Regions from separate parts of the Mus musculus genome. Here all the other regions are linked to region 2. Evidence: chromatin contacts called from public Hi-C and HiChIP or PLAC-seq data. All regions are on one chromosome and are shown on one strand. Each heading gives the region's core, a stretch centred on a gene start, on an enhancer-like site or on the middle of the called end of the contact. The rest is flanking DNA. Distances are from core to core; before and after follow the strand shown. Region 1 has its middle 7.4 kb from the start of Gm33337. Region 2 overlaps Gm33624 (a long non-coding RNA gene). Region 3 has its middle 75 kb from the start of Gm33337. Region 4 has its middle 40 kb from the start of Ifngas1.

Region 1 (5,882 bases), core at 2,789-5,288, 280 kb before region 2:
AAAGCTCACCCTCACAGTGACACACTTCCTCCAACAAGGTCATACCTACTCCAACAAGGCCACACCTCCCAATAATGGCACTCCCTGGACCAAGCGTATTCAAACCACCACAGAAGTCTAGTTATGAAAATGAACCCCATGGAATGTCACTTATGTCCTCTCTCCTACATGTTGTGCTTTCCCTTTCTTGTTATGATAACCAGAGCACTTTATCAGCCACTAAAAGGCCTTTAATTCCTGATTATCTGTCCAAGGGCACGACTCTGACATTGTCTTATAAGGCAATTGTTATCACATATGCAAACCTCAAGCTGTACCTGGACTCTACAGGAATTTGTGTCTAGTTAATGACACCTGTCATGAGCTAAGAGATCCTGCACACCCCCATTCCTGAACACTGTTAGATGTTTTGTAAACATTCTATTATTAAACTCTGACTGTATTTCCAAATGGGCATTATATTCTTCATTTTTACATAGGAGAAAAACAAGTTTCCGAGTGTGCTTATGTTTCTCAGAATTCTGTAAATGATTCAATTAGCTTTCAAATCAACGTTCTCTGCCACCCCATGCTCTCTCTGTCCTTTAAACACTACCTTCAACCAGATCAGTTCATGGAAAGTGCCTGCTACAAAATAGGTTCTTAAAAAATGGGTTTTTGTTTTGTTTTGTTTTGTTTTTTACAGATTTAACCAAGGCAAGATGTGCCAAGCTAGCACATAGTAGTCTAAAGCAAGATTCAAAGCTGAGAATGTATTTACATCACAGGGCAGAATTATTTAAATGGCAGACATACTTAAAATGAAAGCATTCACATGTCCATGGTACAGAGCAGGCTGTGGCCAGATAGCTGCCGTGAACATTGCTCTCAGTGTACACAAAGTAGCAACACAAGACCTGAGCCAGCTAATCTATAATTCTGTTCATGAGGTAAGTTGTTAATGAATGAAAGTTTGAGCATGTTGACACATTTGCTTAAAATTATTTATTTTCCTTTTAAGAAATTTTATATGCATGCATGCCTGTGTGAGTATATGGCACGTGCATACGTGTGTGCCCACAGAAGCCAGGAGAGTGCATTGGATCTACCAGAGCTGGAACCATAGACAGTTATCAGCTCTCTGACATGATTGCTGATTGCACCCATACAAGTATCAGAATGCAGGGGCCTGAGAATGAGGAGTTTTGGTGTCCCAGGTCAGGACAAAGGTGCCCTAACTCCGAAAGAGAGAGCAGATTGTCATGTCTCCTATCTCCTTCTTCCATTAGGCTCTGTGCTGCTTGCTTTCCTGGCATAGGCTGTCTGGAATGAGGAATGAGTCATGTACTCAGGTGTCTTCTCCTGAACCAATCCCCTAATGAATAAAGGAGCCAATCATTGGGTGAGTAGGCGGGACTTCCGGGTTAAACAGAGGAAGAAAGCAAGCAGGAGAGAGGTCCTTTTTGAAATGGGGACAGCAGAGGGGTAAGATGTAGCTGCTAGTCAGTTTCCCGGTATCATGGCGTATCTGCAAGGATTTGCCACCGGAGGAGTCAGATTTTAATAAGGATTACAAGATTAGGTTTTAGTTGTTGTACCCAGAGATTGAGTTACCATTGTTTCTGAACTAAGTTTGTGTTGTGTTTTCCTTCACACAGCAACTTGTTTGGGCTCAAGAGAGAAAGGTACGACGACCAAGCTTAGGTTTTCCTGAGGTGCTCCACGAAGGCCGTGAGGGACTTGAGGCACTGGGTTGGCATGGTAGTGACTCATCAGTGGGAATCCAGCGAGCTGGGTGATATTGTGGAGCTCAGAGTCAGAATCTCCATGAGATTAAAACAAGCCGACCATTGCCTACCAGTGCACGGCCAGGCAGGCTGCTGGGGCAGAGGCACAAGAACGGGGGAACGTGCCAGTTGGTTTTTTAATATTTCCCACAACATAATAGCACTTGACCACATTGACAGTGAGCAGGGCCTTGTCCTGCTCAGTCTACCAACTCTAAATGATATAAAATGGTCAGTCATCTCTGGAAACCCCTCATAACCCTGTTGTTCAAATCTTTACCTGACATCTAGAGGTCCCTAAATCCAGTCATGTTGGTACCGCAAATCACACCCCGAGTTTATCAAGTTCCTTAGGTCAGCTATGAATGCTCTCCACACCCTGGCCAATGGCATCAGCATCAGCACTGCCCATCTGACTAGCTGTGTGTCAGTCACACCACGTCCCCCTAAAGCTTTGGCACATCGTTAATTTTACAGCTCTCAGCCTTTGAATGCAGCGACTGGTTTCCCCAAATGGCTCATTATTCTTCTCCATTGCTTAATGCTAATCTAAAGCCTTTGCTTCATGAAACTATCCCTGGATCTCCAGAGTCAGGCAAGGTCCCTTCCGCACAGCACCTTTCTCATCTTTATCTGTGGGTTGTGTTCTATTCTCTTCTACTTGGCCATTGGCGTTTTCAGGATATGTATCGCATAATGCCTTCTGTAAATTCATTGCTGAACATACTCCCTGCAAATGGAGCTTAATAGCTACTGTTTGAACTGGTGAGCATAAGTTGTTCTTGGGGGGGGGGGGCGTAACACAAGTAAAAAGGAAGTGAGAAAAGACCATTATTTTAGGTGGTAAGAAATAATGAGTTGCAATTGGGTTGTTTGGGGGAAACCCATTTTTCTAGGACATGCCATTGTTTATCTAGAAGTTTCTGTTAGTGAATCTGGTATAGATTGCAGTACACATCAGATGACATTCCCTAGTCTGTCTGGCAGTTTGCAGTTTTATTAGCTTATGAATTATGGTAAGTGGAAAACACATATGAATGATATAAACAAATTTTCATCGTGGCTGAGGAAAAACCCTCCATTCTCATTGCCTTCCTCATATCTGCTCCTGGAAAATGTCACTGTAACAAAAAGTCTCAATTTAAGAGCGCTATGGATGGAAGGAGCTTGCTACACTGAGGAGTGACTCCTTGGCGATGAGACCCTGCACAGCTGCCCAATTAGAAACATCTACACGGATATCAAGCCCTCGAGAGATGAGTGTTATTTTTATGTGAAATTAACATAAAAATGTTCATGATTAATATGGCCAAATAATTTATTTACACCCATACTGTCTCACATAAAATTCTACAAAACTTGGAAAAAAGAAACCCTCAGAGCCATAAGAGAACGTCATTTAATTGGGTAACTCTCATTATATATTCTCGGAGTGATGTGTTCATTAAAAGGAGCCGAAAGCTGTAGACAGAGAAAGGCATTTCAGCATAAAGCAGAGGTGCAGTTGGAGAAGTTCTGATGTGCAGTGTGTTGTGTGTGCATGCGCGCGCGCGTGTGTGTGTTTGTGTCTGTGTGTGTCCGTGTATGTGTGTGTGTTTGTGTGTGTGTGTGTGTGTGTGTGTGTGTGTGTGTAATATCAGAGGTTAGATATAGAGTTAGATGCTGGGCAGTGGTGGTGCATGACTTTAATCCTAGCACTCAGGAGTCAGAGGCAGGAGGAGCTCTGTGAGTTCAAGACCAACCTGGTTTACAGAGGGAGTTCCAGGACAGTAAGGGATACACAAAGAAACCCTGTCTTGAAACAACAAAATAAGACAAAACAAACAAACAAAAAAAAATAAAAATAAAAATATCCCAGGGCTACCCAGTCAGTCAGTCAGTCAGTCAGTCAGGATAGGAGGCCCCTACCCTTTTCTCAGGACTTGTGTATGTGCAGACAGAGAAGTGAGGCTCCCTTCGCTTGTTTGGTGAGGAACTAGGTAGAAAATGAAGATTGTGATGGAAAGAAATCCTGAGGCTTTGTTGGGTAGGAAGCAGAAAGAAGTACATGTGTGAGGGAAGTGTGATTTCTCTCGGTATCCTGGGTACCACATGACCAATCAACCCCTTTCCTTATCTCCATACCTCCATCTTTTGTTTTGTTTTTTGTTTGTTTGTTTTGTTTTGTTTTCTTGTAGTCAGTTAGCCATTCTGCACTGAAAGCCATGCATTGCTTGTTACAAGCACAGCCAAAGTGAAAACCCACAGACGGGGTTCCTAGGAAACAAGAAGGCAGATATCTTAGTCAGGGTTTCTATTCCTGCACAAAACATCATGACCAAGAAGTAAATTGGGGAGGAAAGGGTTTATTCAGCTTACACTTCCACATTTCTGTTCATTACCAAAGAAGTCAGGACTAGAACTCAAGCAGGTCATGAAGCAGGAGCTGATGCAGAGGCCATGGAGGGATGTTCCTTACTGGCTTGTTTCCCCTGGCTTGCTCGGCCTGCTCTCTTATAGAACCCAAGACTACCAGCCCAGAGATGGTCCCACCCACAATGGACTGGGCTCTCCCAGCTAGATCACTAATTGAGAAAGTGCCTTACAGCTGGATCTCATGGAGGCACTTCCTCAAGGGAGGCTCCTTTCTCTGTGACAGCTCCAGCTTGACACACAAGTTAGTCACAGGAACAAAACCAGGGTAAAGACCAGTTGCTTTGGGTATTATCATCATCCAAGGGATGACTTCCCTGTGATACGACAGATGACGACAGATGACACTTGAGTCAACTCTTTGCTTGACCAGATCTTAAAATAGATGTGGCAAAACAGGCTAACAGAAGTGAAACGGTTATTCTAAGAAGCAGGGAACCGTGGGCATGATCAGGCTTACGTCATGGTACCCATAGAGCCCCAGACGCATAGACAGTTCTCACAAGTTGAGCCCATAAGGCTAACGCTGAGGCGATATCTTTAGATGATCTCTCTACTCTTTCCTCTTACTGAGGAAAAGGACTAAGGCAGACATGGCCACCTCGGGCCAGCAGTGCTGCCGTGAGGATGAGATTCATGATGGTGCCAGCTGTTTCTGCACGAGTCCATCACAACATTCATTGACCAGGCTACCCTTCCTACCATTGGCTTGCAGCCAAAGACTTCCAACAGCAGAGGCATGGTGGCAGCTTCACTTTTGTACGGTTGCCAGTAAAATGTGGCTTTTGCTGGAGTGTTAGGTTCTGCCCATTCATCCTTTGCTCGGCTCCCTCCCAGGGTTTTACCCAAGCATCCTATGTCCTTAACATCTCCATGTGTAGTTCTCCCAGTCAACAAACCTCTTACATGTCAAACCTTGCCTTAGCACCTGTTTCTTAGAGAACCCAGGGTTCTAAGAACTGGATTTGTCTTCTAGAATAACTATCAAAAAGTAGATAGCCGATCAAAGTGGAAACATCAGATACATGGCTCCAGAACCCCAACATATGGAATGCAGATACAAGGGCCAGAGTTTCGGAGCTTGGACATCATTAAAGGCCCATTGATTAAAAGTGTCCATTGACTTTGACTGTCCTAGTGTCTAATGTTGACTGTAGAACTTCTTCGCCATTATAGGCTGGTTTGGAGCTAGGCCTTTGGAACCAACCATATGAGAGTCTAATTTCCTTTATCCTCTTTGTTTTCTCTAACCGGGCCTGAGTAAATTTCCATTACTTACAACTACATGAGTCTAAGCTGTTACATTGAGAAAATTGTCCAGAGTGTTCACAAGTCTTTTATGGTGCTGCAAAAGCCTTAGCCGGATCTTTTCCAACCCTTGGATGGCATTTCTGTGGCACTGAGTCTTGCCCTCTGCACGAAGGCTTTATTTTTAAATTGTATTTTTTCCAGGGCATTGGAACATAAATCTCAGATTCCCAAAGTAAAGTTTAAAAGAAAGCATGACTCCCAGGAAGGACATTTTAATAGTCAGAAGTTATAGGGAGGCATCCGTCCCAGCTCGGTTTATTATACATAAAAATATACATAAAAAGGTGCCCGGAACTCTAAAGGGGGTCTTGTGACCTACCCTCAGCTCCTCCCAGGAGATCAGAAAGTAACAGATCAGAACAGATCAGTAACAGATCAGAAGGTAACGGAGCC
Region 2 (6,052 bases), core at 1,466-3,965:
CGGATGCACTGTCCCTTGAAACATATCAGTCCACACTGGGCTACTGCACGGATGAGGACATACAGGCCCAGCTACCCTGTATAGCTGTACCCAATGAATGCTATTCAGTCTGATCTTAGTGGCAGCAGTGGCAGCAACGCTCCTTCATACCTGCCCCAGTGTTCTGGGTTCCCAAATTAAATATGCACACTTTATATTCTGATATGCCTAAAACAACTAAATGGCTGAGCCATTTCCTAACCTCCACATGGCTAATCCACCCCTCTCTGATATCCCCATTTTATTACTTACTAAAATCTATATTCCATCTTTGCTGCCCTGGGCCCAGTCATGTAGCCCTCTTGAACTGTGTTCCCCTGGGTCCTACAGGGCGGCCATGTTCTCTGACCCGCTCCTCTCTGGTGTGGGATCTTGGTTCTCCTTCTTTCGACACCTCGGATCTCCCTCCTTCCTCCTCCCTCCTCCCTCCTCCCTTGGTCCCTTGCCCAGAGAATCCTAGAAGTCCCACCTCTGCCTCTCTGCCTGACCATTGGCTATCGCCATCTTTATTTACTAATGAGAACCTACTGTGGGCAGTCCCTCAGTGTCTTCCGTTCATGGGAGACACTGAAAACAGGTTTTGGGGGGAACATAACTAGCATGAGCATAGAAGCAGCTCCAACCCTGCCCACCCTTTGTTCCTGCCTCTTGATTGGCTTCGTTTATGGTCTTACTGAAGACTCTGCCTTTTCTATATCAGCTGTACTAGACTGGACCCTTATCGTCTCCACCTTTTGTTTTATGCCTTTTGATGGAGACTTACAGGGGAAGGAGGCATGGCTCAGTGGCAAAGAATTTGCCTGGCATAGGTGAGCCTTCACGTTTCCCCCATGTTCTGGCCCCAGCAGTTTTCCCTCCCTACCACACATAAAAAAAAAAAAAAAAAAAAAAAGTTAACAAATAAATCATGCTGTGGAAAACAAGAGAACCCTTCATAAGCAATGTTACAAAATGAATCATTGTCTATATTATTTCCAATTATTTATCACTAATCCGTTGTAAGCCATTTCTATATGACTTGAGGTAATCTATAATATTATCTTCCCCAGCTTTCCCAGGACCATTTGTTGTCTTGCCCATCCCTTGAATAATCTGAAAGGTATCTTTATCGTATGCTAAATATTTTATACTCTTGGGTGTGGTCGATTATGTTACCACACCCTCGCTAAGTATTTCAGAACCCCTCCCTGTGGAAGCGGTCCGGCAGGGATTAAACATCTGTTAGCCTGGGGTGTGGCCACTTGGCCGGTGGTGGTCAGCGAAACCCCATCAGGAATGACAAACATCTCCTATAAACAGATGCTTCAGGGGCGCAAGTGGCTCACCCTGCTTCCTGTCCCTCTGGAACACCATTACAAATCTGATGGAAGTTACTCCGTCAGCCTGGGCACCCGGATGAAAGTAGAATGGAAGAAAAGTCAACTGCCCCACAAAGGATACACAGTTTGAACAAAAATCCTCCTGGCTTATCAGCTCAGAAGGCTTTGTTTTCACAGGAAAGCCCATAAAAACCTAATCTGTCTTGACTATGTTTCTGTCCTTTCTTGAGTAGGAACAAGGGGCTTAATTTAATTTTTGTGTTTTGGTTCCTGGGGATTGAACCTAACAAGTTAGATCCCTCATCCTTCATTTTTATTTTGAGATGGGGGTTCACTGAATTGGCCAAGCTGGCCCAGGCAAGGCTTAAATTTGAAATCCTCCTGCCTCAGCCTCAAGAGCTGCTGGGATCGTAGGCCTAGAGCACCAGGCTGGCCTTCATGAGCCTTATTCTTGCTTAATAATCATACCCACCTGAAATCAAAAGTAGCTGCAAGCCCCTGCTTGTCAAAACAAGACCAGAAGTGATCCAAAAACGTCGCCACAAACGGTTTCTATGCTTCGTGTTTTTCTTTCTTCATCCAGCATTTTGGAATGCAGGGAGCAAGCCACGGGGGCTGGAAAGGAAGGACAAACCCTGGCAAGAGGCTGCAGGACAGCACTTAAAATTGTGTAACAACACCACTTGGGGGATTCTAGTGTTATCTTTTGCCCCACCAGGACAAGAGCCTTAACTGCAGACTGAGTTCACGGAGCTGACTGTGAGGCCATTCTATCTGTGATGTTCACACCTGCCATCCCTCTGTGTGGGCCTGACTTAAAGCTCCACAGTACATTTATTAAAATAATTCTGCCTCTGTCTGGAAGTGACTTGTTCATGCCCAAGAGGACAAGAAGAAATCCGTAATCTAGAATATCAGACAGATGTCTTGGAGGTCCAGGAAAAATCTACAAGATCATGTCTTCCCAGCTTTGAGATTACCTTCATGACCTCGCATGTAGTCATGAATAAGAAATGATGGATTCTGGTAAAAAAAAAAAAAAAAGAAAAGAAAAGAAAAGAAAAGAAAAAGAAAAAAAAATCGCATTTGTACACGACAAGACCTGATTCTGTTCTTCTGCCCAAATTATGACAGTGAATGGTGGCCAACCTTTGGCTTGCTCTTGAGCCCAAAGTCAGAGAAAAAAATGTTATCTTTTCCAACGGCATTTCTACTCCATCCCACCTCCCCGAGCCTCCTCCGCAGCTCATCAGAGATTCACAGACATATAAATCAGAGTTGGCTCTACATACAGAAGGAGAGAGAACTGGACACCGCCCAAACAGAGATGTCATTCCCAGAACAATTAGTCACCAGCAGCACACATTCCATGCAGCGGTCAGGAGCAAGAGCCTCCCGAAATAAGTGCAGTCAAGAATCAGAGCTGTTAGGGAGAGAGAGAACACTAGTGAAGCTTCTAGCCCAGGGCCACCGTGTGGGAACTCTCCACACTGGGTACAGAAAGCCTGCTGGGGAAGCAGGGTGGGGGCTGCCAAGGACTCAGGTACACAGAAAGGGTGATGGGAAACAGAAAAAAAAAAAAAAAAAAAAAAAAGCCGATCTGGAACAAATCTAGAGTGTTCACTTCGTCCTCTCCTGGGAAGAGGTCTAAAGGCATATGCTCTATGTGGTGGTCATATGTTATAGTTATGTGTGTGATGGTTCTCACTGGGCAATCCATAGCAAGACTTGGATCTACCTGTCTGTGAAAAATATCTCACATTCATGATGAGGTTTTGCCCTCCTTGTGCCCATGAAAGGCAAGGAAGGAACACATTTTGCTCATAAGGAAACTGAGGCACAGCTGGGTGATGAAGTTGAGAAGTGATAACTGCTCTTTACTTGGGAAAATGATTCTTGGGCCCTTTCCTCTAGGCCCTGATGCCTAATTGGTAAGTTCTTTCAAGAAAAAAAAGGAAGGAAGGAAGGAAAGAAGGAAGGAAGGAAGGAAGGAAGGAAGGAAGGAAAGAAAGAAAGAAAGAAAGAAAGAAAGAAAGAAAGAAAGAAAGAGAGAGAGAGAGAGGAAAGATGGAAGGAAAGAAAGAAGGAAGAAAGGAAGGAAGAAAAGAAGGAAAGAAGGAAAGAGGGAAGGGGAAAGAAGTGGAGGAGGGGGGAGGAAGGAAGGAAGAAGAAATGAAGGGAGGGGAAGAAAGAGGGAGGAAGGGAGGAAGGGAGGGAGGACAGGAGGAAAGAAGGAGAAAGAAGGAAGGGGAAAAGAAAGAAAGAAAGAAAGAAAGAAAGAAAGAAAGGACGACCAAAAGAAAGAAACAGACAAACAAAGAAAAGGAGGAAAGAAGGAAGGAAGGAAAGAATGAAAAAAGGAAGGAAGGAAGGAAAGAAGGAAGGAAGGAAAAAATGTTGTGAATGGCTAATACTCAATCCAACCAAGAAAGATCTGCCTGAGTCCAACCTGAAGCTGAGCCCTTAGCAGCCAGTGAGATATCACTGCACACTAGGCTGGAAGGAGCCAGGCTTGGCACCTTAACCCACTTAGGTCACTGAGACTGTATCAGCAATTAAAGGACAGTCTGAAGAATGGAGAAGGTCACTGGGTCCAGCCTCCAAATGGACAACATTCTCAAGCAATTCTTTTTTGACGCTGGTAAGATTCTTCACCGTGCATGTGATATTTTAAAATTCAATTCAGCTTAAACTGTTTTAAGCTGGGATCCAATTCATTAGACTTCTTAGCATGGCAGGTTGGTTATTTTTGCCACTGTGACAGAATACCTGGCTAAAAGACATTTAAGGGGAGAAGGTTTCCCTTGGGCTCACAACTTAGGGGATACAATTCACCATGGTAGAGCAGGCATCGAGGCAGGAGCAGGGCATGCAGCTCACACTCCTCAGATCTTGGACCAACAGGAAGTATAGAGTAGACAGGAAGAGGGGTATCTTCTCCTGCACAAAACATCATGACCAAGAAGCAAGTTAGGGAGGAAAGGGTTTATTCAGCTTACACTTCCACATTGCTGTTTATCACCAAAGGAAATCAGGACTGGAACTCAAGCAGGTCAGGGAGCAGGAGCTGATGCAGAGGCCATGGAGGGATGTTACTTACTGGATTGTTTCCCCTGGCTTGCTCAGCTTGCTTTCTTATAGAACACAGGACTACCAGCCCAGGGATGACACCACCCACAATGGGCCCTCCCCCCTTGATCACTAATTGAGAAAATGCCTTACAGCTGGATCTCAGGGAGGCATTTCCTCAAGGGAGGCTCCTTCTCTGTGATAACTCCAACTTGTGTCAAGTTGACACACAAAACCAGCCAGTACAAGGGGCCAAGCTATAAAACCTCAGAGGCTACCCCCTGCAACCCATTTCTTCTAGCAAACCTGTACCTCCTAAAAGTTCTCCAATCTCTTAAAGATGTATCACCAGCTGGAAACCATCAGATCAAACACAGGAGCCCGTGGAAGGTGCACGCCAGTCAACCCACTGCACAAGACAACCCTACCTAGCACCATGCATAAAAAGTGGAACCTTCTTAGCTTTGTTGTGTTTCACTCCATAATCCAATAACCATGAAAGCAGAAGTAAGATAACACAGCTCTCCCAACCAGACTCCGGGTCTCGAACTCACCTTTTTGTCAAACAGGACATCTTGACTCAGCAAATTCTCCATTGATTGTTTCCTGTGCGGCTTTTCTTTCTCCAATAAAAATTTGGAGCAATTTTTTTTTTTTTTTTTGGACTACATTATCCTTAGATTCACTTTGGGGTGACCTTAGATGACCATGCAAAACTAAGAGAGAAAGCCATACTTAGGTGCTTAAGGGACGTGAATAGACTGGCGTGAAGCCAGTGAGATTGTGAAACCTCTGGTAAATCAATAAACTCCGAACACTGAGACATTACTAACAGCACCTCAAGCCCACCAGCACCTGCTAATTGACTCCTACTGCAGATTAGGTCAGCCCTCACGCCACCTCTCTTTAGACTCCGTTTGGCAATACCTGTAATACCAGATAGGCCAGTTAGTAACACTCAGGAAGAGTGCTAATGAGATTTAAGCTGGCACGGGAGCTATCAAAGAAACACCATCACTTTAAACCTTAATCCTGTCCTTGCTTGAAAGAAAAGAGACTTGCTAGCCTGCCTTCCACTGAGACAAGCCGGGGAGCAGTGGCCATAAAAGAGTGTGTAACAAGAAGCTTGCAGGCAGCGCTGGCAAGGCCCTGGAGTCTGCCAGCGGCCTTACCGAAGGCTCAGCAGAACAGTAAGGAAGACGATCCATCCCCCATGGACACTGAGGGAGGTGAATGATCTGCGCATGTGCCTGGAAGACGTCATACAGAGGCCTTCTCCACTCTAGGTGGGATCGAGCATGGGGAGCCAAGAGTGTGCATTACAAGTCTCTGGTGTCTACTTCAGCATGGCTCCAGGTGTCCTTAATGAGATTTCTACTCAGATGTATTAGATTAACTTTACAAAAAAATATTGCTCGCAATTTGGTTCAGAGTGGGGAAACGCTCGGACCTGAGCTAATCTACAGGTTGGAAGCATTAACCATCACGCAGTTACCTAACCAACCGTTGCATAGGAGCAAAACACAATGCCAATAACGTTGTTGTTCCTGATTTTAACGTAAAGCAGTATTGTGGCTGAAACTAATGTGGTCCCCCCCCCCCCATTTTCTTGGCATGATACTGTG
Region 3 (6,266 bases), core at 2,807-5,306, 350 kb before region 2:
CTGAATCCAATGGTATATAATATTTAATAAGAGTTACTTTTATTTTTAGTGTTTCCTGTGCTTTAGTGATTGTGTTATTCTGTACATACATTATTATACCCACTCCCTCGAGGATTGAGCTATTAGACCCATCATGGAAAATGTGGTTAAAAGAGTTCATTGCTCAACGAAGTCATTGCTACCAACTGGCAGACGTTTGACTTTGAACCAAGGCAGACCCAGAGCTATTCTTTTCTGGTCCTGGGCAAAACAAGCAAAGGGCAGGGACACTGTCAGTTTGGATGTTAGAAGGTTTCAGGATGTTCTTGTTTTCCTCTTGCTCCCTTCCTTTCTTATACCAAGAGATCTTATGCTAAACCAAGCCCAAAGCCATCCAGCCCCAGATGTACTGTCTCCCCAGACACTTGCTGCCTCTCTTATCCTGATGGGTTCCCAGTGCCTCTTTACCAAGTCTACCTTCAATTCCACTAGTGTGTACATAGAAAGTTAACTTACGGTGACTGGTGGGGGCCCCTCCAAATAGCCAACGCTTCTCCTCCTGTCTGCACTGAGCCATCCAAATGACTACAGAAAACGTCTGTTCTTTCACATTCCCTGGTCCCTCCTTGGATTCATTTCTGAAGAGATCTTTCTAGAAGGCAGCTGGATGAGTGAAAAGTGTCCCTAATGCAAGCACTTTGGTTTTCCCGTGTCCTTCCAATGCACATGTGAAGATTTGGTCCACAGGGTGGTGGTATTGAATATTCTGGACCCCAGTGGAAGGAGCTTAAATGATGAGTGCACTCTCTAGTGGGACAGGGGACTCAGGTTTTCTCTATTTCTTGGCTTGAAGTATGAGTATTTGCTCTGGTGGCTGTTTGTGTCATGAAAGGTTTTCTTCACCAGAAGCGTATAGTCACGTCCCAATCAGTCTTGGATTTTACCTTCCCGTACTGGGAGCCAAAACAAAACTCTTTGCTTCAAATGTAACCTGCGTCCAGTACTATTACAACTCTGTGAGTTCTTCTGTTTGTTATGATTACATGATTCTCCTGTTTATTAGTATTCACAATTGACCTGTGTCCACATCTCTCTCATGATGAATGTATATCAACCTGAAAGATCTGTCTGCCAGCCTCTCATTGACCCTGTGTCTTGTCTTTTCCCATCTTCTGTTCCATCTTCTTTGACCTTGTGGTTTGGCCTCTTTTTGTTTATTTAGCTTCAATTTCTCACATATGACAACACTCTGCCCCCAGTTCATTGTATGTTCTCAGAATCACCATAGTTTGTACTGAGTATAAAAGAAACCATTCTCCATCCCATGTGGTATCTTCGACTTGATTCTCCTCAAAGGAGTCCACACGTTGACTTTACCAGTCTTCTCAGCAACTATGTGTTGCTCAGCTTCATAGCTTCAGCTATGAAGTAGACAGCGCTATATTACCTCAATGATGAAAGGATCGGAGTCACACAGTTTCGTTGTTGTCCCAAAGTATTGAAATGGAGGGTAGACAAAAGGCCTGCTTTTCATTTCACCGTAGTTCACCCCAGGTTGCCTTGTTGGAGCAGAATCTGAGATTGGTACTGTCCTGAAGGAGTAGACGTGACTGCTTACATTTTGAACCAAAAAAAGAAATCTTCTCAAGTTCATCCTTCAGTCACGTTAGCTGCGACTTCTGTGATCAGAAACTGGCTAGAGTTTCAGGCTGTGATGACATTGCCCGTTTCCGTGTAAGCGCTACTGGACAGTGGTGGCTGGACTCCCGTTGTCTGATTGATGCTCAGAATTGCTTGTTGGCTTTCTCGGAGCAGTTGTTTCGGGAAGGGATTATGCCACAGTCATATGAGGTACAGAGAGTCACCTCAGCATCTCACTCAGGTTCTCCATTCAGCCTTGAGTGAAGCCAGTTTGCTTGAGGACAAGATAATTTAAAATGCACAATCTTTTGGAGGCCCTGAGATTAATAAATCCAAGTCTCAGCACTGAGCCTGACTTCGGATCCCCAGCCTTCACTAAAACCGAAGCATGACTGTGCATAGCTGTAACCCCAGCACTGAGGGTGGGGGTGGAAGTGGGTGAATCCCTGGGGCTGCTGAGAGCCAGCATGGCCAGAATGGTGCCTTCCGGGGACAGTAAGAGACTTTGTGTCCAAGAGTAAGGTAGAGAGCTATAGAGGAAGTCAGTTGACAGCTAGCTTTGACTTCTGCTTATGTGCACATGGATACACACACACACACACACACACACACACACACACACGAGGGTCCACATGAATAGGCCTGGAATTAGAAAAGGTTTCTTCATCTCAGAACACATGAACATAGTAGGTATTCTCTATTACAACTATCTTGCTTTATGCTGTCAGAAATGGGCATTCAAAGGCATAAATACGTAACCTATCTAAAGTAATTTCATTAGTGACAAAGTTAAGGCTAAAATTGAGTTTCTGGGTTCCCTGTCCTGGGCTCTAGATCTCTCTCTTTCTCCCTGTCCCGATCCCTGTCCCTCTCCTTTTCCCCCCTCCCCTTTCTCTCCCTTCTTAGTTTCTCCCTTTCTCCCTTTCCCCCTTTTCTTCCTCCTCTTCTTTCCCTCTCCCCTTCCCCCTTTCTTCCCCCTCCGGCTTCACCTTCATCTTTATCTCCACCTCTGTTTCCCTCTTCGTGCGTGTGTGTGTGTGTGTGTGTGTGTGTGTGTGTGTGTGTGTTTGCTTTTGAGTGATAGCCCAGTATGGCCTGCAACTTACTATGTAGCTCACGCTGATTTCAAACTCCCAGGGATCCTCCTGCCTCAGCCTTTTGAGTGCTAGGATTACAGACATAACAGGACCCTCTACTCTAAACCACGTTGCTTTTATGGCCAGGTATAATCCACCAACTGGAGAATAACAAAGAAAAAAATTGCTTTCCTTCTAGTCACCCTCCCCTCCCCCTCTGCAACCTTCAAATGTGGGAAAGCTGTTATCCTAGGCTATGCCAAAAAAGGGGTGGGGGAAGCCACCATACAAGTCTCTCAAGACAGGCAGCCAGCAGGCAGGGCCTTGCCTTGACTAATGAGATGGCATTTCACTTGGTACCTTGGCCCACGCCCTTGCTTTTTCCAGAATGCGCGTCTGCTGAGAGCACCTGCTTGGAGCCCTTCCTCCATCAGCCACTGCACACAGTTCTAAATAAGTCAACCTTGGGTCGCCAAGAAGCCATCACAGCTTCTTGCCTACTAAGACAAAAAGCAACAGCTGGGTGACAAAAATATAACCCCTGTCACTTTTCCAAACAGCATAAGACCTGGCCAGAAGGGACCCTGAGTGAGATCTGGGGCATGCTGTCATTCACAGCTGCTGCCTGGGGTGACATTTTTCCTCCCTGGTGTTTTGAGTGGCAGAGGTTGGGATCATTTTCCGATGTTGCTTTTCTTCCTGGGGACTTCTTTGTTCACGTGCCACTGGGCATTCACCCCCTCTGGTCTGAAGTGTTTACATATAGCACGGGTGTGAAGTTCACTTTGGGGACAAATCCTGAAGCCACTTATTTATTTCTGCTAGAGGGGGAGCTGAGGTTTCTCCCACAGAAAAGCAAAACCAAGAACCAAGCTTCTGAGTTGCATCTGTTTTCTTTTCTGGAAACCACCCGCTTGCCCAATTTGGTTGCTGCCTCTTTTTTTTTTTTTCCAAGTGGGTCTATACAAAAGTCTGAATTACTCTCGCAGAGAAATAGCGTTAGCCAAGAAGCCACTCCGATTTGAATTTCTTTTCCTGGCATTCTCTCTCTCCCGCCACTTCCGATTTGATTTCCCACTTACACAAAATAATTATGGGGCAAAATGGATTATGAATTTCCTTAACAAGAGGCAGAATTGAATCGTTAGTAGAAAAAGAGAAAAAACCATCTGACGGCTGTCCACGTTCATTTTGATACTGTGAATCAGATGAACAGAAGCAGGCGTGTGTGTCTTTTAAGTAAACAGCCTGTGTTCAGAAGGGACCTTGGTGCTGGGGATGAAATAAAGGCTCGGGCTGGATGAGCTTCATAATCAGCCCAGCCTCTGCTGCCATCTGTCAGGGCTGGGCTCCTCTCCCTCCGGGCTGCAGCTCCTGGGGCCCAGCTGACAGAAGGGCATCATTATCTGGCTTGTGGGCTAGGTCATACCACCCAGACAGGTCACCTTGTGTCTTTGGGGTGTTTTGTCCCCCTCCCAAATTGAATCTTGAGACTAGGTAATTGAATTTTCATGCTAAGATTAAATGGTGATAGCATGCAATGTGTCCACTCCCTTCTGGTGGCCAAGTAGGCTTGTTAAAGTAGCAGGGATAGGATCCAGGTAGCTCTTCCTTCAGTCTTCAGGGGATCAGAAGCAGGGAACCCTGCCTGGGCACAGACCACAGAAATGCAAAGGTCTCAGAGATGTTCCCTGCCTTTACAGAGCCTGGGCACACATAGCAGACTGGAGCCCCTGAGCTTTGTGAAGCAGTGCAGTGGAAAAGGTACTAGCTGAGAATCAAATCAGATCCTCAGAGAAAGATGACACGATGCATGCGCGCACACACACACACACACACACACACACACACACACATACACACACATACACACATAGGCATACACACATATACACACATACACACACATGCACACACACACACATATACACACATATGCATACATGCATATACACACACATACACACATATACATGCATACACATACACACGTAATACACACACACATACATACACACACATATACACATATACACACACAGATACAGACACATACACACAAATACACACATATACACACATATATGTACATACACATACACACATGCACAGACATATACATACATACACACATACATATATACACACACATATACATACACACATACACACACATACTCATATATACACACATACACACACAGACAGACACACACATACACATACAGACACATACACACACATGCACATACACACACACACGTGCACATACACACACACACGTGCACATACACACACACAGACACACACAAACGTGTGCACAGTGAGTGATAGAGAGCCTTTACAGAGCTTGCATTCAAAGCAGAGGTGGATCTTGGGAGCTTTGTGATTGCAGTGCCGTGGAATATTCTTAGTGGAATCACAAGGAGAGAGTCCACATTCTGGAGAGCAGTGACATTACACATGCTCAAAGAAGGGACAAACTATGAGTATCTCTTTGGCACCCTGCACTGTCCTAGCTACCCCCTGCACTGCACACACACACACCCCGCCCCCTGCCCTGCACCTTGTCACAACTCTGAAAATCAATTCTGTGTGTCAGTACCTTGTTCAGTTACTTCCAGCCTTCTTTCATGGCACCCTACAGAACTTTCTACTGCACTGTAATCCATATTGCAGCTCACATGTTTTCTCCTTTCTCTGGGGATAGTTTCCAATCCTCACACCCACTGAGACAAGTCCCAAGCCCTGGTGGAAATGAGAGATGTGTCCCTAGCCCTGGTGGAAATGAGAGCTGTGTCCCCAGCCCTGGTGGAAATGAGAGATGTCCCCAGTTCTGATGGAAATGAGAATGTCCCCAGCCCTGGTGGAAATGAGAGATGTGTCCCCAGTCCTGGTGGAAATGAGAGATGTCCCCAGTTCTGATGGAAATGAGAATGTCCCCAGTTCTGATGGAAATGAGAACGTCCCCAGCCCTGGTAGTAATGAGAGATGTCCCCAGCCGATGAAAATAATAACAGCAATCCAGCAGCCACACAGCTGTATGTCTCCTTATCATTCCAAGTTTGTATTATTTTTGAAGGAGTGACTTCTTGGCTTTAGGCAAGTTGAGCCTACAATTCATTAAAAGCTTCTAGACTTTCACCAGCTAGAAGGAATGTCAATGAAGACAAATGATGCATTTACAAATGACATTTTTATGTTGTCACACTATGCGGTCAATCCACTCATCTATTTTGGCATTGGACTAGTAGGGAAAACAAAGAATCAATCTATCTTTCTTCTCTCTCTCTCTCTCTCTCTCTCTCTCTCTCTCTCTCTCTCTCTCTCTCTCTCTCTCTGTCTCTCTCTCTCTGTCTCTCTTAAGCAGTAACTTGAAATTTTATCCTGGAAACTCATAGTGTATCTAGTGTCATTGTGGTTTCTGGACTTGACTGGAATCAGTTGAAATTCTTCTTTTCTTTTTCTACAAACTCCATGAAATTTTCAATATTATGAAGTATTTTGTTTTTCCTACCATTAGTATGTAAGTAACAGGCAAGTTCTGTATAGTTAAATCCAACAGGGGTG
Region 4 (5,682 bases), core at 1,080-3,579, 400 kb before region 2:
TACAAACTAGTGAAAATTAAGATACATTTATATAGTGCTTATTGCAAAGCTGTTACTGTGTTGCTAGAGGAGGGAGGAGGTGTTCATAGGACAGGCTCCATCCCTCAAGAAATGGACAATTAATTAGAAGGGCTTCAAATCTCGAGTTCTTTTGTTAAAAGCTAGGAACCAAAGAAAACTTGGTCGCCATGAGAGAGCAAGGATTTGGTTTCCAGGCAGGGTTTTACAGGATTGTGGCACTTCAAACCTAGACTCTAACATCTGCAGAGTTAGGTTTTCAAGTTTCTACTTCATGACTTAGCCAAATGGGATCCTGAAGGGACACAAGGTGTGTCTACATCTCTATGTTTAAAGGGAAGGTTTGTAGGCTGGCCAAGGGACTCACTGGGTAAAATCGTTTGCTGCATAAGCCTGACGGCCTGAGCTCGATCCCTGAGACCCATGGTGAAACGAGAGGTCAGACTTCTGAGAGCTGACCCCCCATACACACTTATACACACGCCCATACATGTGCCCATACATGCACCCATAATGCACTCCTACATATATTCATATACACACTCATACATGCACTCATGCACACACTCATACACATCTCCATACATGCACACAAACCATACACCCATACACACACCCCTAAACACTCATACACATACACCCATACACATTCATACCCATGCCTATACACACACTCATGCACACATATACACATACTCACACACACACTCATACATACACCATACAAACACCCAAACACACACCCATGCACACACTCCTAAACACTCATACACATCTCCATACATGCACTCATGCACACAACCCTATACACTCATACACACACCCCTAAACACTCATACACGTACACCCATACACATTCATACCCATGCCCATACACACACTCATACACACATATACACATACTCACACACACACTCATACATACACCATACAAACACCCAAACACACACCCATGCACACACTCATACATACCCACACACACACCATACAAACACCCATATACACTCATACACATACATACACAAATGCATATACACTCATACATACACATATACTCATACACACACCCATACACACACTCATACATCCACTCATACACACTCATACACACACACTCATATGTGCTCTTATACACACACTCATACACACACCAATACACAGGCCCCCACACACATATGCATACTCATATATGCATTCATACACACACCCATATACACTCATACACACACTCATGAATGTACTCACACACACACTCATAACACACACCCATACACAGGCCCATACATGCACTCATATATGCACAAGTAAGATTTGTAAAACTGATTCGCTGTTCAGGCATATCTTCTAGTTCTTTTACTTTTCTTTCTGATATTACAATATAATTATATCATTTCCCCCATCCCCTTTCTCCCCCAAACCTCTTCATATAGCCCTCCTTGCTCTCTTTCAAATTCATGGCCCCCATTTAAGATTAATTGTTATTACACAAACAATGTATATATACATACATCTATACTTCCAAATATAGCATGTCTCGTCTATGTTTGGATAGTTTCAGAGCTGAAGATTTGGTGTTAGATAACCGGTTGGTGTCCCCTCCCTTTTAATCTAATGGATAAAGTTATTAGAACAAATCAAAATGACTATCTTCGGGTGCCTCTAACCCAGTCAGTAGCAAAGTTTGGCCTACGTCAAAATTATCTGTAAGAATGATAAAACACAGATTCTTCTTAAAACCTACGAGATTACAACTACCTGGAAGGAGAAGGCTTTGTGCTTTTATTGAGGTTTCCACGTGACCCCGGTTCAAGGACAATTAATTATATGAGCAATTTGAAAGGTCTGAGAAAAAAGTTGACCATAGTTAATCTATAAAGCATGCTATAGTTACTAATGCTTTTTTTCTGATCTGCTAACAAATATTCCATTTTAGGAGACGTGAGGAGATGAACATTACCCGGCACTGCTGTGTTGACAATGCTCATAGGTTACAACAGAAAACAACACTCACAACTGAAGTTCTGTTCCGCGAACCCTCACCAGGCCACACCTCTAAGACTGGAGACAGCAACGTACTTCCCCGTCCAGGCTGCTAGCTCGCTGCTTGCTCTTTTGAGGACACCTAGCTTATCTTAGTCCCAGGGAGTTCAATCTTTCAAATTCCTCTTCCCAGAAGAGGACTCTTTAAGTCATTCCAATGAAAAGGAAAGGCGCACGGGATTCCCTCGCGAGGTGTTCTCTGAACTGGCTGCTGGTGGCTCCCTTGGCAGGGATGAAGCAAAAAAGGCGCTGGCTATCTGCTACTGACAAGCTCATTCCTCTTCGTCCAGCCCTTGGGTCCCTTCTTGGCAGCCCTGTATCAGAAAGCAAATGCGGACAGTTCCAAATCAGCTGCAGACAAAGCTACACTGCAACACTCCTGCACCTCTTAGCTGATGTTAGGGAGTTCTTCCCGGTACACTTTAAACAGAGATGGGGGAGGGGAAGGCTCTTTGAAACAATCACTTTGCTGAGGTAACACATTCAATTCTGTTCGCACAAAATCACTCCTTGTGCAAATGGGCAGCTGGGACTTAGCCAAGAGCTGAGAAGAAAATGGATGAAGCCTTTCATTCTACACTTGAAATCTTTCAGTTTTGCCAAAGGACAATTTCAGATACAACCAGGGTGAACTTCCGGAAGAGCTCCACTTCCTGCTGACCTCGAGCAGTGAGGCCAACCCCAGGCCTGGTTGGATCAGCCTTGGTAGTTACTTATAAGACCCTTGGGACTAACTGTACAGGGCTGCTTACCCTGTGCTCCAGGGGCAACCAATTCACTGGCCTGACATGGGAGTCACTGACTGGCTCAATGAAGGCTTCTTTTCCCCTGCCCCCTTCTCTGAGTAGCTCAGGGGATAGCTACTAGCTACTGAATATTGCTAGGGAGACATTTACAAGACAGTATTTGGTAAGTGGATTTTCATACACATTTGGTAAGTGTTCATTGTTAGAGCTCAATGGCACCGTAAATGAGTTTGGAATTGAATTCAAGGACCCCGATATATGCAGAAGCAGGGCTTATCCTTTTCAATAACGAAAGCCTGCCCAATAGTTGATGCTTGAAAAACAGACAGACGCTGTGTTCCACTCACCAGAGGTCTTAGGATCCCGTGGGGAATCCTGTGTGGGCCCTTGCGGGTGTCGGGCGACTCATGAAACTCAAGAAAAATGAAGACTGAAGTGTGGACACTATGCCCCTCCTTAGAAGTGGGAACAAAACACCCATGGAAGGAGTTACAGAGACAAAGTTTGGAGCTGAGACGAAAGGATGGACCATGTAGAGACTGCCATATCCGGGGATCCATCCCATAATCAGCATCCAAACGCTGACACCATTGCATACACTAGCAAGATTTTATCGAAAGGACCCAGATGTAGCTGTCTCTTGTGAGACTATGCCGGGGCCTAGCAAACACAGAAGTGGATGCTCACAGTCAGCTATTGGATGGATCACAGGGCTCCCAATGGAGGAGCTAGAGAAAGTACCCAAGGAGCTAAAGGGATCTGCAACCCTATAGGTGGAACAACATTATGAACTAACCAGTACCTCGGAGCTCTTGACTCTAGCTGCATATGTATCAAAAGATGGCCTAGTCGGCCATCACTGGAAAGAGAGGCCCATTGGACTTGCAAACTTTATATGCCCCAGTACAGGGGAACGCCAGGGCCAAAAAGGGGGAGTGGGTGGGTAGGGGAGTGGGGGTGGGTGGGTATGGGGGACTTTTGGTATAGCATTGGAAATGTAAATGAGCTAAATACCTAATAAAAAATGGGAAAAAAATTCAAAAAAAATTAAAAGAAAACAAAAAAAGAAAAACAGAGATAGTCATTGAAACCTGAAGAAGTAATATAAACAAATTTAAAATTCATCGAATGGATTTTCTTCCAATGAGTTCATTGTCATATAGAGTTGAGGGTTTGTGTAATTGAAAAAAAGCAAGCATCCATTGTGAATCTACGTTATTACTTTTTAATTTCATTTGCTTGCGTGTGCGTGCCGGTGTGTGTGTGTGTGTGTGTGTGTGTGTGTGTGTGTGTGTGTGTGTGTGCGCCAGCTGAGCGTATTGCTGTGCCCATATAATCCCAATACTCTGAAGTCTGAGACAGGAGGATTACTGTGAGTTCAAGGTTAGCACAGGCTATACTTTGTGAGTTCTAGGCTATCCTGGACTACAGAATGAGAGGCTCTCTCAAAAGAAGAGAACAAGAGGGAGCCAGCGGGATGAAGGAGATTTCAACAGAGAGCTTGCTTTCGTCACTCCCGGTCAGCTTTCTCTCAAAACTGTAATAAAGCAGGTGACGGTGCAACAGTAGAAACTCCTCTTCAAGGACGACTTGGGAGCTGGCAGTGGTGGCAGGCACACACACACACACACACACACACACACACATACACACACACACACACACACACACACAGAGGAGGGCACACATACACACACATACATATAGACACCCACCCTGTGCACACACACATACCACCCCTACACACACACACACACACACACACTGTATGACTTGGTGTGGGGGCTGTGTGAGCTGTCTTTATCCCCCCTGTTTCCTGAAGCGTGGCCCCCACAGGGGCAGGTACTGCCTGTGAGGTGGGATGCTCACTCCACTGCTCTCACTCTGCTCATTACCTCAGTGATAGGCCCCCGGGGAGATGCTGGCTTCCATCTGCTCTTTAGGAACGTCCTTGTGTAGGAGCGAATTGTGTCCTAACTTGGGTTATTAATTTTTATAGTGAGATCTCAGGGAGGTTATACTGAGTTTACACATGGAAAAGTAGGTAGAAAGTTGAAGGTTTTTCTCCAGTAAAACAGGAACACTCACTACCCCACTATACATACATACATACATATACATACATACATACATACATATATTCACATATGTAGACACACATGCACGCATGTCCAAGTGTGCACACAAATGCACCTATTTTCCCTAGACAACTATATAATGTAGTAAATTACTATAAGTTGTGCTTGTGTGTGTGTGCAAGTATTTGTGCATGTATTTGTGCATGCATGTTCCTATGTGTGTCTATGTGCCTGAGTGCATGTGTTTGAGTCTTTTTCAGGCTTTGCTTCTGAGGATGATGAACACAGAGAATGATGGAGTAAATGAGCCACTCCGGGAGAGTGAGCAATGAATACCTGGGCACGTGCCTGAGATTCAACTGCCACATCTGTACTTGAGTAAAGCCTTGTGGTACACAGTGTTACCTTTATCATCAACATCATCATTGTCATTGTTATCGTCATCATCATACCTTGTATCTCTATATCACCTCTTGCTTGAAAACAGACATTTCAAAAATACACTCAGGCCTTGTCACAGATGTGGGTGGCGAGTGTTATTCTAATCTCTCTCCAGATGAGAAGAGCATAGCCCAATGCCCAGGGAGCTAAAGGAAGCGTTGTAAAACTGAAGCTCAAGCTGACCTGATATAATTTGTTGAAGTGGGTACTGATTTTTTTCCCAGTTTTTTGTTTTTTTTTTACTGAAACATGACCTATGCCCCATAAATTTACATTTTGAATCTGCATATTAGTTATTTTTAATATTTTCGCAAACTTGTGTGCCAAAACCACTATCCAAGAATATTGTTATAATCTCA

The links. Hi-C and Micro-C count contacts between places; a contact is called where the count stands out from the background. HiChIP or PLAC-seq counts read pairs in DNA pulled down with a chosen protein or histone mark.
Region 1: a Hi-C map of myocytes shows a contact between it and region 2, with 3 times the contacts expected there. The contact joins two enhancer-like sites. A contact is called at or near these places in 5 of 484 Hi-C or Micro-C datasets (bone marrow-derived macrophages, cortical neurons, myocytes and 1 more) and 2 of 115 datasets of contacts at active chromatin or transcription factors (memory CD8 T cells and thymic regulatory T cells).
Region 3: a contact with region 2 is called in a Hi-C map of myocytes, with 4 times the contacts expected there. The contact joins two enhancer-like sites. A contact is called at or near these places in 1 of 15 datasets of contacts at CTCF or cohesin (the NIH/3T3 cell line), 2 of 484 Hi-C or Micro-C datasets (bone marrow-derived macrophages and myocytes) and 2 of 115 datasets of contacts at active chromatin or transcription factors (embryonic stem cells and memory CD8 T cells).
Region 4: a contact with region 2 is called in an H3K27ac HiChIP or PLAC-seq map of heart atrium, with 10 times the contacts expected there. The contact joins two enhancer-like sites. A contact is called at or near these places in 11 of 484 Hi-C or Micro-C datasets (CD4 T cells, CD8 T cells, Sertoli cells and 7 more) and 6 of 115 datasets of contacts at active chromatin or transcription factors (bone marrow-derived macrophages, heart atrium, hepatocytes and 3 more).

The regions. Positions count from the first base shown.
Region 1 is chr10:118,705,358-118,711,239 of GRCm38.p6, forward strand. No RefSeq gene overlaps it. Among named protein-coding and RNA genes, the nearest start is that of Gm33337, 7.4 kb to the right of the region's middle. Within about 2 kb of position 4,039, at least 18 of the 459 cell types and tissues checked have an H3K27ac peak or open chromatin away from gene starts, as enhancers often do. A contact at or near this core is called in myocytes, where this site is marked.
Region 2 is chr10:118,988,721-118,994,772 of GRCm38.p6, forward strand. It overlaps Gm33624 (a long non-coding RNA gene), which reads right to left. Exons shown (of 4, transcript XR_872094.1): 2 at 4,194-4,298; 3 at 1,831-1,973. Among named protein-coding and RNA genes, the nearest start is that of Gm33624, 15 kb to the right of the region's middle. Within about 2 kb of position 2,716, at least 56 of the 459 cell types and tissues checked have an H3K27ac peak or open chromatin away from gene starts, as enhancers often do. A contact at or near this core is called in heart atrium and myocytes, where this site is marked.
Region 3 is chr10:118,637,210-118,643,475 of GRCm38.p6, forward strand. No RefSeq gene overlaps it. Among named protein-coding and RNA genes, the nearest start is that of Gm33337, 75 kb to the right of the region's middle. Within about 2 kb of position 4,057, at least 42 of the 459 cell types and tissues checked have an H3K27ac peak or open chromatin away from gene starts, as enhancers often do. A contact at or near this core is called in myocytes, where this site is marked.
Region 4 is chr10:118,594,077-118,599,758 of GRCm38.p6, forward strand. No RefSeq gene overlaps it. Among named protein-coding and RNA genes, the nearest start is that of Ifngas1, 40 kb to the left of the region's middle. Within about 2 kb of position 2,330, at least 12 of the 459 cell types and tissues checked have an H3K27ac peak or open chromatin away from gene starts, as enhancers often do. A contact at or near this core is called in heart atrium, where this site is marked.